2 separate regions of the Anas platyrhynchos genome follow, and region 2 is linked to region 1. The links are chromatin contacts, called in public Hi-C maps. All regions are on one chromosome and are shown on one strand. The core of a region is the stretch at or near the end of the contact, and the rest is flanking DNA. Distances in the headings are between cores, read along the strand shown.

Evidence for each region. Hi-C and Micro-C count contacts between places; a contact is called where the count stands out from the background.
Region 2: a Hi-C map of liver shows a contact between it and region 1, with 3 times the contacts expected there. The contact joins the promoter of LOC139999102 here to the promoter of TBCD in region 1. A contact is called at or near these places in 3 of 8 Hi-C or Micro-C datasets (liver, skeletal muscle and subcutaneous adipose tissue).

The regions. Positions count from the first base shown.
Region 1 is chr19:7,188,761-7,192,463 of IASCAAS_PekinDuck_T2T, forward strand. It overlaps TBCD (tubulin folding cofactor D), which reads right to left and starts at 1,939. Exons shown (of 40, transcript XM_038165607.2): 1 at 1,799-1,939; 2 at 689-892. The coding sequence starts at 881. It overlaps FN3K (fructosamine 3 kinase), which reads right to left. Exons shown (of 7, transcript XM_021267358.4): 7 at 2,289-3,703.
Region 2 is chr19:7,332,599-7,336,227 of IASCAAS_PekinDuck_T2T, forward strand. It overlaps LOC139999102 (zinc finger protein 692-like), which reads right to left and starts at 1,278. Exons shown (of 6, transcript XM_072025843.1): 1 at 1,149-1,278; 2 at 640-843; 3 at 421-546; 4 at 106-231. The coding sequence starts at 836.

The DNA.
Region 1 (3,703 bases), core at 689-3,188:
GTGGAAATGCGTGCAGGAGGACCATAAACACAGTCTAAATAAACCAAGGCAGTGCATACAATGTGAAAGAGGCACAGCAGGATGATCAGCTGCAGGAGAGATGGCTTTTCAGCAGCTAAGGCTTTTCAGTATGTGTTTTCCTATGCCATCAAATTCTGCCATCTCACCTGTGACACTGAACAATCAACACAAATACATTCCTGCTACTTCTCTCTGATCAGTTAGATGTTCACTGTTAGCCTCCTTGGACAGATCACTGTCAGTTCATTTAATAGGGTAATTTCTGCAGGATCAGATTTCCAAATTTATGGTTCTTAGGTTTATTGCGTGCCTACCTAGTTTTATTTTGTCAAAAACAGACAATAAAACAGTATCTTGACCATTAGATTTGGCTAATTTTTTGACCATCATCTTTTGCCAAATTATTTTCTGCATTTGAACAGGAGGCAGAAGGCTACACAGGGCTCCTGAGATCTCTTAAATACAAGGCTCAGCTTCTAACTGGTGTGTGCGAGCAGGACATGCATGCATCTGGAAAACCATGAGGTAAAAATGAACCCAAGGTACCTGTTGAAAGAAGTTCCAGTATTATAATTACACCAAAATCAACGTTTTAGTCCTTTTTTTTTTGGTAAGACCCCTCCTTCAAAGGCCACGACAGCGCGCAGCCCCCGGTCGCCGTGCTCACCTATGAACTTCTCCACGGCCGTTTCCCGAGCCGCCCGGTCCCCGCACACGGCCGCCAGGCCCCCGACGAGCCCCCGCACCTCCTGGCTCTCCGTGAAGCTCTCCAGGGCGCTCCCGCGGGCGATCGCATCCAGCTCCTGGGCCCTGCTCTCCTCCGCCTCGGGGCCCAACGCGTCCGCCTCGCCCAGAGCCATGGCGGCGGCACCTGAGGGGGCAGTGGCCGCGTTACGCCTGCCCCGGCCTGAAGCCGCCCCGACCGCTCCGCTCCCCGCTCCCCTCAGGCGCCGCCACCGCCCCTCACGGCCGAGGCCGGGCCCGGCCCCGCCGCCCCTCACAGCCCGCTGGCGGCCCCGGGCCCCCCTCCCCGCCCCGTTACCCTGGCAACCGCCGCGCTCCCCGCTCCGCTCCCCGCGCGCCGCCGGCCGCAGGCTGCCTCCTACGGGGTGCCGCGCGGGCCGAAAGGCGCAGGGACGGCTCCGCGGCCCCGCCCCTGGAGAAGGGCGGGCAGCTGAGGGGAGGCCCGGCCCCGACGGGGGGGGGGGGGAGGTAAGGGGGATGGCGCTGACAGGCAAAGCGGGGTGTGTGGCCGTGGTGCTTGGAAACTATGAGGCATTTCTGATCAGGAAGAGAGGGCAGGCGTTGGAAGGGGTTGTTCAGGGAGATGGTGGAGTCACCGTCCCTGGGGGTGTTCAAGGAAAGGTTGGACGTGGTGCTTGGGGACATGGCTCAGTGGGTAACATTGGTGGCAGAAGGGTGGTTATACCAGATGATCTTGGAGAGCTTTTACAACCCTTATGATCCTAGGATTCTATAATTCAAGAGGCTCAGCACCACGGTGCCACCACCAAAGCTTTCTGGTGGCCCTAAAAACTGAGGGGGATTTGCCTCAGGGCATTTTTCACAGGTTGAAAAAGGGCAGATGAAAGGCACTCAGTTCTCTGTTACCCCTCATCACCTCTGTTTCTTAACAGTTGTACAATCTTGGGGGGCAGGCAGGGTAATTGTCAAGTCAAAACTAAATCACAGAAAATTCTGGAAACAAAGGTGGAATGGTGAAAGCTACAGAAGAATGGGGAAGGAAAAGAAATGGCTGCCCCCTTACAGCACTTACTAGTTCTTGGGTCAGATTCTTCCTGCAAGGTCCCTGAGGAAGATGCTTGGCCATACTCCACCCCTAGACGTACCACGTTTCCATCCCCTCATCTTTTACCACACATCTTCCTCTGCCACTGAATATTTTACGAGATAGCAGCACTACATTTCCACTTCTCTCTTGGCACGTTGCCAGCTCTAAAAAACTGAAGCCAGAGTCTAAAGTAAGACATTGAGCAAATCACCTCAGATTATCTTTTCACGTGGTAGAAAAAGCACTCCCAAGGATCAGACCTCACCACTGTCTGGGGGGAGATGAGTCACCCTCAGAGGTGGTCCTTCCTCTCCTTTGATTACAAAAGGAAAATCAGAGAAACATTTAAATCTGGTCTGGATATAAGGCCAAGTGACTTCTTGACCAGTATCTAGCACCTCCATTCATACTCAAATATCCATCTTCAGGCTCAAATTCATCATCACAACCACAAAAGGCAGAGAGACATAATAGCTAGTTTCTGCAGTGCAATTATTTTATTGGACAATTAAAATTCTTAAGTTCATATGTACTTCGCAACACAATATCTGCATTTTTGCAAAAATTAATACTAGTATTCATGCATTTTGCTGTTTAGTGGGACCTGAATCTAGCTGTCAGCTACAATTTCAACTGTATTCTCACTCTATTATTCCATTTCTCCACTGCTATAATTGTATCAAGTGTTATAACCCCATTCATTGTAGCCCAAATTCAAAGGAAGTAAAAAAATTAAACTATTTGTATTACATTACAGAGAACTAAATGATTTTTCAATAATGCAAATTACAAAATATAACTTTAAGAACTCTTTATAGCACAGCCATTTAAAGCTGATAGAAAGTCTAAATATTTGAGCATTTCTGAATATAACATTTTAGGTATTAGTAATTACAGCCCTCTGAATCCTAAAGACATAGGTTCTTTGATTCTCGTTCACATATCCTGATTCATATAAGTATATGCTGGACTGTACTTACACTTACTTTCTTTATCACTTTCTTCCATTAAAAACACGTGACTTGGTTAATATACTCTAGCTCAAATTGTATGCCAGTGTTTTGTTGCCCAGTTTTCTCCCCACATCCTCATTGCCTGTGTTTTCTAAAAAAATAAAACAGGAATACTAAAAAACAGTATAAGTCCATCCAATTTGACAGCATACAAGAAAACTGCAGTGGCAGAACAGACTTGCCTTACCTACTGTACATTAATTTCTAAAATTGAAACATGGAAAACACCAACCGACACAGCAGCAAAATAGATACTTTCTCATCATGAAAAGAAGTAAACCTCTCTCCTACTCTTTGCTGTTTTTACAGTTATTTAAGTGTTACTATCATAGTACAACACATTGACATATCATATTAAAATGATATGATATTGTCAAACTTGTGTGGTGACAATCCACTTTCTGACTGTACAGTTAATTACCAAGGAATTCCAGAGACATCCCTTTTAAGAAATACCATTGTGACTGAACTTCTCATATGGCAAGAAAAACAAAAGGGTACAATTAAATTACATTAAATTAAAATAAATATTAGAAATGCTATTATATGTGTTTGCCAAAAGCAGTCCAAAGGACCCTGTTTACCTTTAAATCAAAAAGAGAATGTTTTCATTTTAAGATTCATAGAATCTGATTTAAATTTTGGATCATAGCTCTTACATGGGAAAGAAACAAAAACAAACATAAATGGGAAAAGGGGTGCAAACAGATGGAAGGAAAAACTAAAACAGATTAAAAATGGGGAGAGGTAGGAAACCAGTGATTACTTCCAGTACCACATTCCTACTGCAGTAACTCTCAATAATGAACTGCTGCAGAAGCAGCAAGATGCAAACAACTGTGGATATGCAGCAGCTAAGATGTGAGACTCTGTATGA
Region 2 (3,629 bases), core at 28-2,527, 140 kb after region 1:
AATGACATGAGTTTCTAATAAGCAAAATTAAAAGTGAAAATTAAAATCCATACAAAATATTTTCAAATGTAAACCATGCAAATAGAACCCCATAGCATCACTAACGTGTCATCCATCTCCGTTGACAAGCAATCATGTGGCATCTCTCTCTCGTCTTTCACAGTGATGATTCTTAAATCTCCAGGTTCAGAACAAGCAGATTCTTTAGACAGCTGGTCATCATTGTCATACCTGCAAATACAACACAGAAAAGCTTCTACAAAGGGTCTCCAAATTATACAATTTGATGAAATTAGCTGTATAGTTTTCTCTTGCATATGACCCACCCCCCTTCTTTAAAAGCAGTTGCCATCTTCTAAATGCTATCAAGAAAGAGATTTAATCTACCCCATTCACACACAAAGAGAGCATAATACTAACGTTCCATCAGCTGCTATCAAGGAAGTGCTGTCTGACAACACTTTTTCGTCTCTCACACACTTTCTCCTCACACTGCCTGGGAGGGAACAGATCGGAGCTTTTAACAACGGGTCGTAACTGTCATACCTATAAAGAAAACATACAGCTGGTGTTAAATTAATGCCAGGCGTTATTTACTTGGGACTGGTAAACAGAGGAGAACTGAGACAGCCTACTCACAAGTCCAACAAAAAGCCCGCCACTTCAGCATCGTTCCTGAAGTCCAGCTTCTCCTTGAGCGTCAGCCAGCGGTCGATGTGGCTTCCCACATAGATCCTCGTCTTCCCCCTCCTCCTATCCAGGCTCTGCTTTCTCTTTTTCTTTTCCAAAAACGACAACACCGGGGGCCTTCCGCATCTCTTGGTTGGCAGCGACATGGCGAGCCTAGAAGCGGAGGAGAGGCCGTTACGAGAGCTCGGGTGACCGCCTGCAACCCCCTCGGGCACCACCACGGCGAGCCCTCCCCTCCCACGACTTTAAGGCCCTGCCAGGCTGTGTGAGGGTGAAACCAGCCCCAGGCGGCCGCGCTGACGGGAACCGCGGCGGCCCGGCCCTAAAGAGGGATCCACCCGTTCCCTCCCCATCCCCCCGAGCCGCTCCGTGCGGGAAGGGGCCGCCCGGGCGGCAATTTCCAGTCAGAGCGGAGCGGGCCGGGGGCCCTGAGCCGGCCGGGCCCCCCCGACCCTCACCCGCGGCCCGCTCGGCGCCTCAGGGAAACGCGGGGCACGTGACCAGAGCAGGGGCCCGCGCGCGCTGATGACGAGAGGCCGCCCGTGAAGGGGCACGGGGCGGGGCCGCGTCCGTCCCTCAGCGCCGGGCTCGTTGGGGGGAAATAAATCGGGTAATAACGGGGTGTCAACGGTTCCGAGGGTTAAAATCCCTGCCGAAACGTTAAATTCCCTTCTAAAGTGTTAAAATCACGTTTAAAATGTTAAGGCATGCGCTTAATTACGCTCCTATCCACTCACAGCATACGGCTACCTGAAGGAAGCTGTGGGGAGCTGGGGTCAGGTTCCTCTCACAGGTATCTGTGACAGGACCAGAGGGAATGGCCTCAAGCTGCACCGGGGGAGGTTCAGGTTGGAAATGAGGAGACATTTCTGCTCAGAAAGAGCAGTCAGGCGTTGGGACGGGTTGCCCAAGGCGGCTTCACTGTCCCTGGGGGAGTTCAAGGTTGGACGTGGTGCTTGGGGACATGGGTCAGTGGGTGACATTGGTGGTAAGGGGTGGTTGTAGCAGATGATCCTGGAAGTCTTTTCCAGCCTTAATGATTCTAGAATTTAAGGATGCTGAGGTAACAAGAGGCAGCCACAAAGCAAGTTACAGCTGGTGACACTGGGCTTCTGTCCTATACTGGTGGGCAACCCGTCACCTCACGAGCCGTGTCACAGCCACACAGCAGTGTTTCGGCTGATCAAATAGTACTCAGGAAAAGGTATTATGTACTCAGTAAAAAGGTATTATGACAGTAAAACTTTAAATCTGCCTTTTATAACTTCAGTAAAGGCGTTATAAACAACAAAAAAATGCTTTTCTTCCAAGTGATGTTTCCCAGTACGAACTGCAAAAACTCTATTTTACCTTCTGAAAGGCCAGATTCAGGGACAAAACTAGAATGTTCTCCTGAGCAGCAGGAAATATTTGAATTTTGACTTACGTGTTGAAAGGGAAATACTAAATAAATTATACCAAAAAAAAAAATAATTAAACATTTAAAATGTAGAGCCTGTGCTGTCACAATGTATTATAACAAAGGCATTACACAGAGCAGGCATTCTGCCAGTTTCTCAGTGCTTCCATATACTACATTTTGAAATAAATGACTAAAAAGACAAAGCAGATTTCCTAGCAATGTTTCTGGGTAATTTTATCTAAACAATGAGGACAATTGCACCAGCCATTTTTTAATAATTTTATTTCTACTGCCAGTTTTGATAGAATCACCATAATAAGTCAAATGGGTTAGCTTAAGAATTAATGGATGACGAGCATATAGCAAATGATTCTAGCATATTGAAGCATTTATTTGCCTCTGCTGAGCAACTTGACCCAAGTAAAGTAAATAGTGGTAAAAAAAATCAAAAGATTTCACTTGAAAATAAAGAACAAAAGAAAAAAGACACTATGTTCTTAAACACAGGTCATTATGTTTAATCATTTACAGGAGTATGTCAGCAGATTTTCATTTCAGTGAAAGTTAATTGTGAACTGTAAGCTTTAAAATAATTATTGTAGTATAATTATGGGTTTAATAAGAATTGCTCAGAATTGCACAAATTCTCTGTGATGAACATATGTGAAGATAATCCCTTGTATTTCACCTTTTTCATATAAAATATGCAATAATTCCTCTTCTCTCACCATCATATATGTGCAATACATATTTGATGCTGATGCTCACAAAGAAATATGGCTATTTAAGGGGCTTTTATAATTATTTCTTCCAATCTACTTGACAAATATAGCTATTATCTGTATAGATCTACATTCCAAACAACATTACTGTGTAAGCTATTGAAAGTTGTGTGCTTTTAAGTTCCTGATTATCTAAAAATAACAAAGCTGCTAGAAACAAGGGGATGCTAACACTGTTTCTTTCTACCAAACATAAGCAAATATGTAGTGACTCACCTTTCATGCTAATTTAGTAACTTAAGCAAGTTTATGCTCTTAAACACACTTGTAAAGTTAAAAATAGCATTTAAAAATAAAGCTGCATGTCTGTGTTCTCAATCATGAATTAAACAGATAAGAAAATTTTCAAAGCTTTTAAGAAGTAGCTGTATCTTATCAAATATACACATATTAATATGTTCCTTTCATTAAGGAGGTCTGCTAGCCAGTATTAACTTTGCATGCTCCACGTCATTTTGACTGTGTGACAGTCACAGCAAGGGAATGGTTTTAATCCCACCAATATTCACATTAACGTTGATTTTACCACTTGGATATCTACAACAGTAAGCTTTATATTTTGTCCTGAACTGTCTCACACAAGTCCTTTAAACATGCTTTCCTAGTACAATGAGGTGTACGTTGCAAAACAGGAGCAGCTGCCACTTAGGAATGAAATTTCAAAGCCAATACTCCAGGCTCAAAGGTTAAGGTTCGTTTTTCTCTCCAGCAATGCAGAGAAATCTAACTGAGGGCACCAGCTGCAGCATACTGCC